Regions from separate parts of the Urocitellus parryii genome. Here region 1 is linked to region 2. The links are chromatin contacts, called in public Hi-C maps. All regions are on one chromosome and are shown on one strand. The core of a region is the stretch at or near the end of the contact, and the rest is flanking DNA. Distances in the headings are between cores, read along the strand shown.

Region 1 (5,617 bases), core at 31-2,530, 200 kb before region 2:
AGGGTGATAATTAATGGCACCTAGAAACCAACCTGGAAGATAGCAGTTTGCCTGTATGTCCTAAGCTAATAACACCTCATATGAAAACCAGTATTTAACGATTATTTTTACTACGTAGCCTTTAGCAGGAAAAGCGGACAATTTTTTTCTTTTTTTCTGGGTGAACATTTGAAATTTTGCTGCCAAACTTATTAAACCCACTGGAAGGAGATCTCTGGATACCCATTTTCATATGTAATATGAACCAAATAAATGTTAGTAATCTATCATATCATCTAATCTCTCATAATAATTCAGCCTTTCCTTATGTGGGGAGTCGGGGGGATTGGCGAGTGCATTACAGGTTTTATAAGATTAAATTTTATCAAGCTGTTCAGAGAATAGATGACAAGTGTGAATCCGTGGCTAGGTCGAAACAGCATTTGCTTCCAATACAAACACCAAGTAGATATAAAGAACTCGCTCTAGAATTGAAGGCCGTGCTTCAAATGTTTTCTCTAAAGATTACATCGTATCCTTTGCATCAGTTACAATAAAATAGTATACATGAATAGTTAAAATGTAAAACTGGAGGGGAAAAAATTACTTTGGAGCGGAATTAGAATAGCATTTATAATGAGCGGGGTGGGTGGGAACCTGACCAATGATCAAATGTCATGGATACTTAAATGATACTATAAAATGATCCAAAGTTTCATGACATAAAAATAATTGCTGCTAAAAAGTTTACCCAGAGTAACGTTTTGCCCTTGATTTCGTTTGCATTTTTATTTTAAAGTCCTAAATTGCCGCGATCAGTAGGATGTGGGCAGCGCCTCCGGAGCGCCCCTCGGACGCCCGGCGACGGCGGCCTCGACCCCTCGAAGCACCAGGCAGGGATGACACCGGTGCCCGAGCCCGGGACTCCGGGGCAAAAGCACCGCCGAACAGCTCTCCCCCGCTGCCGTTCGAAAAGCCGGCGTGCGGGTGGAGACAGTTTTCCGACACCTTCGCGGGTCAGAAAACGGCGCTGGGAGGGAGCGAGCGTGAGCGAGCAGCTTGAGCGCTGGAGGGCGAGCGGTACCCGCAGGCCGGCTCCCGGCGTCCGAGCGCCCGCCAGCGCCGCCGCCCCCTAGGCCTGCCGCCCCCCGGCCGGCGGAGGGCGGGGGCCGCGGCAGCCCGGCGCGGGGAGCTAGGTGGCGGGCGCCGGGGGTTGGCGGGACGCGCGCTCCGTGCCGGCGCCGGCCTCGAGCCCGCGCTCCCCCCCCCCGCGTGCCCGCGCCGCTGCGCGATGCAGTGTGGGGAATGGCTGGGGTTGGCTGAAGAGCGCACAGTGGAGTTTTAATGTCCGCCATGTTGGCCATGGCGTATTGAAGAGAGCGAGCGAGAGAGGAGCGGAGCGGCACAGCCTCCCACCCTCCCGGCTGGTGTTAGTGCCCGGACGGCGGGTTTTGCGCTCCGCCCCTCAAGTCCCCGGCAGCGGTACGCGAGTGGGGACCGAACCCCCGGTTCTCCATGATCCCGCTGGCCGGGGCCGTTTCCCCAGAGCGGAGAGGTATCTGCTGCGCCTGAGATGAGTAAACTGTCGTTTCGGGCGCGGGCGCTAGACGCCTCGAAGCCGTTGCCGGTTTTCCGCTGTGAGGATCTGCCCGACCTGCACGAATACGCCTCGATAAACCGGGCCGTGCCGCAGATGCCCACCGGAATGGAGAAGGAAGAGGAGTCGGTACGTGTTAACTCCCCTGTCCGACCCACCGCCAGGCCCCGCTCCTCTGCTGCCTGCGGCGGCGGCGGAGCAGCAGACCCACACAAAATGGCCGCCATCTTCTCTTCGCCGCCGACTCTCGGTCGCCGGCCGGGCCTTTACCCTGCCTTCCCCGGCCTAGACCCCCGGCCGTCGCGGCCCGGCGGGCCCTCCTCGAAGGCCACCCGCCGACCCCGGTCACTTGTACCCGGGCCCCGCGGAGTTCGGGGGCCCGAAAGGCACAAAGGGGTCACGTGACAAGGCTGCCGGCAGCCATTTTGTGGTCTCAGTTCTTGGGTTGGGCCTTGTGCATCCGGAGAGGGGAACAGGCTGGGTGGCGGTGGGGGTGCGGCGAGCCGGGAACCGCGGGCCCGCCTGCAGCTTTTCCGCGGCCCGCTGGGCGGCGCTCTAGGGCCATTGTGGCCTCCGCGCCGCTGCCCGCGCCCAGGAGCGCAGTTCTGCGCACCGGCGGGGAGTTTCACTTCCCGGAGGCCTGGACAGCGTGTTGGGCTCTGTGCAACCCCACGTGGAGCCTCAGAGGGCCGGGCCAGGCGGACTGCAGGCATTTGAGGCTGGTGTCCTCTCCCTGAATGAGATGTCGAGATGCTCCGTGTTTGCCCAGACGACTTAACTTTCATAGAAAACTTACTATTTGCAGTATCCTCTTTCTGGAACGTGTGCATGCAATCCCTGTGCCAGTTAGTCGGAGGATAGTAAACGACTATCCCTGACTTTTTCTTTGATCCTGAAAAATATGTTGCAGATTTGTTTGGACTAAGTGGCTCTTCCAAAGCCCTGCAACTTTATTATTTTTTATCTGTAAAATAAATTTAATTTCGCCTGCTTTCAGATATCTCAAAGGGAGGGAAAAGGTCTGATTTAAGTAAATGTCGAAGACCAAAGAGGGTCCTTTTTAATTCATAACGGGACTTAAGTGAATTCGTTCAGAGATCTTAACATTGAGATGTCTAAATTGGGTGGGTTTTAATATTTAAATGACTTTACAGCTAATTGACAGTCATAGCTATGGCTTTACCTTGTTGTGGAAGTTGGGTTCAGACACAAGGATAATAGAATCTTCCTCTCATTTCCCCCAGATCCTTGACAGTATAACTTGATGACTTCTAATCCTAAGGAATTGCATACCTTGGTTTTCAGGTACAGCCATTTAAACAGGGTGCAGTGTATTGACAGTTCAAGGAAGTCAAGGATTCGCGTGGACTTGTGTGCTACAAATTTGTTGTGGAAAATTGTACTGTAATACTTCTATTGGTTTTGTAAGAATTTTTAATGTAGAAACTATGCTCTGTAATGTTATCTTTGAAAATAAAACTCTTTAAACTCTTTGGGTTGGTTAACCTTTTAAAATAAAATAGTTGTGACAGTCAAATGTTACTTTTTGAGAGTAGCATCCAACTTTACAGATAAGTTAAGTGTATGTAGTAGTTGAGATTGTCTAGTGTAGTACTGACTTTCAGCACATTACCTATGAGAATCGTACCTTTTATTTTACTTGTATGATCTTAGAGTAGAATGGTGCCATTTGTTTATTTTTAAATAAGTGATTTGTTTTTTTAAAATTAAAGTACTTGTGACTGCAGAATCTTGTCTTTTGGTTTTATTTTTGTTTCTCTTTATAATTTTAACAGATAATAACTTTTAAGTTAGGGAGTTGGTGTTACCTTGCCCTGGAAATTAATTTGTAGTTCTTGTTTTGCAGCCAAGGAATGGGAGAACCTGATTAAAGCAAGACAGCAATACAGAATGCTTTAGAACTTTAGTTAAGTCTTGCTTCTATGAATATTTTGGAGAGTCCCAAGAGCTACAACCTAAAATGAGAGCAGAGTTCAACTGAAGTATCATGCGTGTTAAATTTTGCAGATAATTTTTGCTCACTGAAGTACAGTAGCTATCACTAGGTCATAGCATGTGGATCCCCCATTTTTGAGGGTCATAGGGATTTTTTTCTTCTGTCATGCTGTCTTTTTCCATCACCTGTTTAAAAAGTTTTCACTTCACAACCAACCAACCAAAACTGTGTATGATCAGTGAAGCTGAATAGGTACTAAACTTAATAGAAGAATGTAAAAAGTTCCCGGTAAACAAACTGCTCTACAATCCTGTGGTTTCATGTCCTTAGTGGTAGGTCATATAAATCACAATTTTGAAAGAAGCATGTTATGCATTGTTGAAAATGTATAGTAAACATAAAGGTAATTGAATTCTAAGTAAACCTTAGGAAAAAAAAAACTGTACATAGTTTACTGAAAGTACTTCTTATTTATAAAGAGGAAAGGTTAATTAAAACAGACTTCTGTTTTTCACATATTGATTATGCCTTCTATTAGCTCCCCATAGCCTAGAACCTGAATTGACTGTTTAGCTTAGCAAAAGTGCATATTCTTCCTTTGGTCGTGAAAATGGGGGCGGATTTAGATGAGGATAGTTTTTTACATACCACTTTATTAATAAAAAGCATTTAATTATTGGAATACATCTGCAAAATTGTCATGTGAAATATACCTAATAATTATAATTTGTGGTGAATTTAGTACAAATCTTTAACATATGAAAAGGATTTAATAATTTATACTCCCATTTAGCTTATTTTAATCAAAGCTGACAACATTGGTCTAAATAGTCATGCTTGTTAATTTTAAAGAAAACAGTTTTAAGTAAAATCCCTCATCCATCTTCCCGGCCCATGGCCTTTTGGAAATGAAAAACATTACTCAACTTTAGAACTTATTTTTATTATTGTAGTAGAATTGAAAAATAACTAGATTATAAGCAATTGAAGGACTTACCTGGATCCTGATGTTAGGGTGCAAATATTTAAATTCATTCAATGAAGTAAGTTGTAAGTTGCTAATCCAAAAGATAATTTGATGAAAACCTGGTATTAATGAATTACAGGTACAAATTTTAAATGATTGAGAAACAGTGGACCATCATCACCTCTATGAAATAAATGAGTCCCTTTGAGTATTGAACAAAAAGTTAAGTTGGAGGCAGATGTCCCATTATAATTTATCATTTCTAACTTCATAAAGTTAATTTTATTATCTTTATGCTATTTATTGCCACAGTTTTACATTTATTTGAAAGGATGTGCATTGCTAAAAAGATTAGACCTATGAGATTTGTTTTGTTTTGCTTTGTTTTTTGGTATTGGTACTTGAATCCAGAGGGCTTTACCAATGAGATACATCCCCAACCCATTTCATTTTTTATTTTGAGATAGATTCTCACTAAGTTGCTTAGGGTCTAAATTGCTGAAGCTGGTCTTGAACTTGCCATCCTCCTGCCTCAACCACCTGAGTCACTAGGATCACAGATGTTCACAACTACGCCCAGCTTCAGATTTTTTTAAATTGACTTATTTTGATTAAAATTGGAGCTTTAAGTTAAATCCTCCATTATGATAATACCACTTTGGGATACATCTTAAAAAGTTCTTTTTAAAGTGTTGTTTAACAAATTGGAGTGACTTATGCTCAATGTAACATTTTTCACTGGGTTGTATTGGGTGTATGTTTCCATTTGTGAGGAATAGAGACTTATGATATTTGATGTATTTGAGATGTGAAGTATGATATCAACCAATTCAGAAGCAGGGTCTAGCTATCAAAATGTGACAGCTTACCTTTATAAGGTTCTAACTGGACAAGATAGGCTTACACTCCTACCTTTTGTCTCCTTCATTACTGGCCCAGTATACAGTGTTATTGAGTCCAAGTTAAGGACTTTATAAAGTTGATAGGAGGTTTCTTTTTGTTTTGCTTTTATGAGGGCTAAAGTGGCAATGTGCACATATTCCAAAATTTTTTAAATTTTTATGAAAATCTACTTTTTCAGTTTCATAGAAGCAAGTTTAAATTGCTTTAAGTGATA
Region 2 (5,719 bases), core at 1,659-4,158:
TGCTGAGGCTGGCTTTGAACTCACTATCCTCCTGCCTCAGATGTCTGGAGCTCCTGGGATCACAGGCATGTGCCACTGTGGCCAGCTTTAATTCCATTTCTGAAATGCTAAATTTGAGGCTATAGTATAGTATATATGCTATGATAAGATGGCTAGAGAGATGGGAACATCATACAGATGAAAAGGTAAGGTTGTAGACAAAGAGATTCCAGCAATTGTTGAGGAAGTGAGCTCAGAGATAATAGAGCAGAAGACTGAGGATAAAACCTTCATGACATCCTGCTGCAAAGGCTGAGCTGGCAGCACACCTGTATCTAGCATACTAGACACATTTTACTTATTTATTTAAATTATTATTATATTGATGGCAAATTTAATTTAACATCAGGAGTTTAAACACTATCTAAATTATGCCTTTTTTGGAAAACAGGAAGACTTAACAATGTTGGGCCCACATTCTTCATGTAGAGAGTTAAATAACCACTGCTATTATCAGATGGGGCTGCTTCTGAGCAGTGGGACATAATCCTTTCTAGTGAATTTCACCTACATATACTACAAAAGTGACAAGGTTCTCTTCTTGACTGAACTCTAGTCAGGTTCCTCTGAGGTCTTTCTCAGTTAGGCCTCACCCTTGGCCTATAAGTTCTTGAACAAAATACTAACATAACTTCTAATAGCTGAATGACACATCCCTAGGATGACCCCAGCTGCCTTTAAAGTACATTTCACAGAAAACACTACCAGAAAACAACAGAAGATAGGGTCCTTATCTCTCAGCATCTGTGAAAGTGTAGAAACCTAACCTCTATATATGACCAGTAAACAAACTCAAATAGGTTTCACATAAAACAACTTCCACTTCCTGTTTTTTTGTCATTGTTGTTTGTTTATAATTTTTAACGCTTATTGCAATAGTTTATTACTGATTAAAATCTGTCCTTATCACTTTAGGGTCTGGCTTTATCTTTGACAGAGACTAACAGTCAGCAATGAAAGTGTTAGGTTTTGTTGTTGTTTGAAAGACGGAAAGATTAAGCATATTTGTTTCCTGTTTTTCCTTCAAGGAAGCTGAGAAAAGGGAGAAATTAAATATATAAGAAGCTGATGAACATTGGTATAATCCAGTTATTGGAGTTAGAATTCAGGATGTAAGTGAAAATTAATTTTAAAGAGGGAGATAGCTGTTTTTTAATTTTTCTGAAATTAGAGATAAGGGTAATAGGACATAGAGATAATGGAGAAATAAGATGAAGAATAAAAAGACTGAAGAGGTGAAAAAGAAAAAAGAAAATCTACCCCATCAGACTGGGCTAAAAAACACAGTTTCAAAATGAACAGGGAAAAGTATTTCCTTCAAGGACATGCTGAATCCATAAAGTGTCACAACAACCTCTTTCTTTGATTACTGGTTTCTTGCTGAGAAACATTGTTCTCTAAAATCATAGACTAATCAGAAATTACTGTTACAAATTACAACAGTCAGAACAAAACATTCCTGCCTGGAGAATCTAATATATAGAGAAATAGCCTTGATTTCCAAGATAGGTGAAGAGGTTTTTTTTGGTGGGGTGGGGGGAAGGGTGTTTCTGAAGACATTTCACATCTATATTAAATTTGCAGGTTTCACATCTATATTAAATTTGATGCTTTTACTCATAGTTCTGTTTCTCATGAGGCCTTTCAAAACACTGTGTCATTTAAATTTTACCAGGATGCCTCACGTCTCCCCAATGGCCTGTGATTACTCCACCTTTTCCTTTGTTTGGTGGGATGCTCCACCATCCTGCTGGTGTAAATTCTCCTTCACTTAGCATGTCAAACTAAACCTACAAAACAATAGGTTCATTTCTGGAGGTATTAGGATGCTTGGATGAGCACAGAAGACACTGGAGGTTTTCATAGTCCAATTTTTCATTTTACAAACAAAAACTGAGTGCCGGAGGGAGAGTTTTAAATGTCATTGAAGTTCTCAGCACCCCAGAGCCATTTCCGCATGAAGAAGATATATGGTATCCTTCTTCTAAAAATAATTTTTTGTAGTGGTGGAAATCGAACCCAGGGCCTCAAACGTGCTCTGTTAAGTGCTCTACCACTGAGCTACATTACCAGCCTCTGGAGTGGATTACTTAGACATGTAATCCACAAATTTATCTAGGCCTTTTTAAGAGCATCTTTATGCTACAGGTCAGTCATACCCATCCCAACCCTCTCCCCTCATTGAGATTGATGAATTCTGTAAATCTATTGTTGGGGGAAAGTAAGACCCCTGATTGATTGATTGAATATGTATGAGTCTGCTCCTGTGCAGGTTTGGGAGGCTGCCACCCACCTGTGCGATGCTAGGCCCTGGACAACTGAGGATGACAGAAACTGTGGGGTGAGGGGAGTGGAGGGGCTCTCCATCTCATCCTACTGCTCCACATTTCTTCAGCAACCTTTTTAATTCCTTAGGAGAAATCTCACCCCACACCCCCCTTACTCCTGGGTTCCCACCTATTAGCTGAAGAAGGAGCAACTACGTCAAGGAGAGCCATGCCCCACCCTTCATTCAAACCTCCCTTTTTTGGAAGCGCGATTTAAAAAGGTGATGTTTTCCCCAGGGCAAAAACGAAAGCAAACACTTCCTTATAGGGATCTGGAAATGTATTTAAACTAAAACATTAATAGTTAAACTCCTTCTCTCCCAAAGAAAAGTTGGCTGAGAGAGTCTAAAGAATTCGGCGGCGGGTCGGATTGGTCGCACACAGCCGCCGCTGATTGTAAAGGAATTTCTGCGCTGAACTTCCAGAGATCTTGAATCTGCGACCCCCGCCCGGAGTGGCAGCTGAGCCGCCGGCGCGAAGCGAGCGGGGATTGGTTGTCTGGACGGCCGGGCCACCGCGCCTGCGCAGTCCTCCCCTCAGCGCCACCCTGCCCGGCGCCCAGTCGCCGGTCTGTGGCCTCTAGGGATCGGGCGTCAGCCGGCAGTATAGCCGGCAAGTGGACAGCCGCGCGGGCGGACAGGTGGGCCCGACTTGCTCGTTATCGGGAGAAAGGAGAGGGCCACTTTCTAGGGCCCCAGCATCTCCCCAGTTCCAGGAGCCTGCCCAGCCCCGCGAGGGAGACGCTGAAGGAGCAGCCGCCGGTCTACCGGGTACAGCCGCCGCCATGGCTGCCATGATGGATCGGAAGTGAGCCTCGGGGCCAGGGCTGCGGGCGCCGGCTTCTAGAGTCCCGGCTCCCCGGCCGCCCCTACCTGGGGAAGCGCGGCGCGGCGCGGCGCGGCGGACGGCTGACTCTCAAGTCCCTTGCGACCCCGGACCCTCAGGTCAGGCCGCTCCCTCCAAGACTGAGAGGCGGGGAGTGGCTCCCGGCCTCTGGCCCGGGCTGCAAGGAAGATGGCGGACCCAGCCGAGTGCAACATCAAAGTAATGTGTCGCTTCAGACCTCTCAACGAGTCTGAGGTGAACCGCGGCGACAAGTATATCGCCAAGTTTCAGGGAGAAGACACGGTCATGATCGCGGTGAGTGACCCCCGCCCCCACCTCTCGTGCGGCTTCTTGGAGCCTGACTGGGCTGGGAGTTCAGGGACGTGGCGGGGTGCAGAATCGAGAGGGAACACTGGTGTCCCGAACACTTTCCTGCGGGTTTTCGCAGGTTCAAATCACTCAGTCGTGGAAACTGTTCAGTTGAGTCCAGTGGCATTCCTGGATCGTCCCCACCCGGGTCCTCTGCGCGGGGAGATGGGAGGCGCCTAGGCTCAGCCTGGGACACTCCCCCACCTGGGGCTCTGGGGGAACCCTCGAGCTTAGGGCACTTTTGCCAGTGTTTGTGCTCCTACTGTTGCTGATGCTGTTGGTATCTTGGATTATGCCCCCCGTCTCATTTACCATTCATTAAATGTGTAATATTAATTCCGAGTTTAACTAAAGCATTGAGCCATGAAACCAGCCCTAATGTATCTTAACTCTTACGATGCTTAGTATAAAACTAGTTTTGGAAAGCTAACGTACCTGTCTCAAATGTTCACCTACCTATCTTTTGAGAGATGAATGACTTTTCATTTAAACAGTTACTGTGAAAAATCGAGGACGGTAAAAAGAAATCGTCTTCCTTAAAATCGGAATTATCAATTTAATTTTATGGTAGATTTAAGCAGATTAAGATTTGAGAGTCAGAAAAATTCAGACTCTCAAATTTACTCGGTTTTATGGGGTAGCAGTTTAGGAAAAAGTGTTACCACTGTATCAGACAGAAAGTACTAATAAAAACAAATTTATAAAAAGTAACAGTTGAGGGCTGGGGTTGTGGCTAAGTGGTAGAGGGCTTGCCTTGCACATATGAGGCACTGGGTTCAATCCTAAGCATCACATAAAAATAAACAAAATAAAGATATTTTTTAAAAGTAACAATTGACCATTGTTGGATTCATATTTATACAGTTAAGGTCCACGTTGAAGAAAATTGATTTTGGTAATCCCAGAGATAATAAACCATTGTTCTTTCCTCGGGTAGAACAATTAGTTTTGACTATCATTTAGGAAGACCAGAAGTGAGGATTTTTTGAGATCTGAGAAAGTAGCATTTTTAGTTCTAGTAGATTAAATGTGAATAAGATATTGCATACAATACAGTGAACTATGACTAAAAATTAAATTCATCTATTTTGGTAATGTCATGTGGTAGTACTTTTTTTTTCCTACATTGTTATCAGGGTATACAATTGTAATATGTTAGTACATTGTTTCCTCTAATGCATTTTTTTATTTAGTGTATTGTTTGTGCTGTTTAATTTGGAAATAGAACAGAGAGGTCACAGGAGATGAGACATTGATGACTTGAAAGTATTAATGTAGAAAACAGGACTGAATTTGTTTGGAATTTTAATGTGAAGGTTTCCAAAGTTCAACTTTAGAAAATGAATGTGTTAACTTATCCTCTTAATAGGCTTTTGAGGGAAAAAAAGAAAAATCATTAGGTCACTAATAACTGCAAACTGCTGCTGTGTGAAAACTGTCAAGCCAGTTCTTTGTTAACAAGTCTGCAAGAAAAACTCTAGCTATAAATGACATCATAGCAAGGCGGAGAAGTTAAGCACAGTGATCCTTTTCCTTTAGGAGGATATATTTTCCATGGCATTGACATGGAATGAGTGGATGCATGAGACTCCTGGATTAGTTGTCAAACTTGAGGCTACCAGTTTCTTAAGTTTTTGTGATTACTCAGCAATGCTTTACTTAACATAGCTATTTTTTCTTTCCCACTTGTATTGCCTCTTCAGACTTTTGTTTTTAAACAAACCTATGAGTATAAGAATTGTGTTTGTTGGAATGCTAAAATCTAGGACTCACAAAATTATTATGATTAGGTTAGAAAGTAAACTTTTTTGCTCAAATATGACTTAAAATATGAAGAAAGACTTAAAAGAAACCAAATAATTACCATAGGAACCAAACATTATTCTAGGCCATTTCCTTTGGAAAATTTATGTTTCTTTCAAAGTAGGAATAAATGAAAATATTAGAAGTAAAGGATAGGTGTTTTGTTTATGAATCAGTAATAAGCATTTTGTTCACCTTTAGATAAACTTGTGAGCCTTTTGTTGGTCTTTTTAGAAAGTATAAGGGAAAATACATTATGATTCGGTTACATAGCCTTAAAAAGTGTAAGGGAATGGGTAGTTCATTATTTTCAGGAACTGCTTTCTTGCATATAATAGGTACATTTATTATGTGAA

The links. Hi-C and Micro-C count contacts between places; a contact is called where the count stands out from the background.
Region 1: a Hi-C map of muscle shows a contact between it and region 2, with 4 times the contacts expected there. The contact joins the promoter of Epc1 here to the promoter of Kif5b in region 2. A contact is called at or near these places in 2 of 2 Hi-C or Micro-C datasets (liver and muscle).

What each region holds. Positions count from the first base shown.
Region 1 is chr9:52,256,863-52,262,479 of mUroPar1.hap1, reverse strand. It overlaps Epc1 (enhancer of polycomb 1), which reads left to right and starts at 1,280. Exons shown (of 14, transcript XM_026405172.2): 1 at 1,280-1,705. The coding sequence starts at 1,553.
Region 2 is chr9:52,056,658-52,062,376 of mUroPar1.hap1, reverse strand. It overlaps Kif5b (kinesin family member 5B), which reads left to right and starts at 2,908. Exons shown (of 26, transcript XM_026405164.2): 1 at 2,908-3,506. The coding sequence starts at 3,381.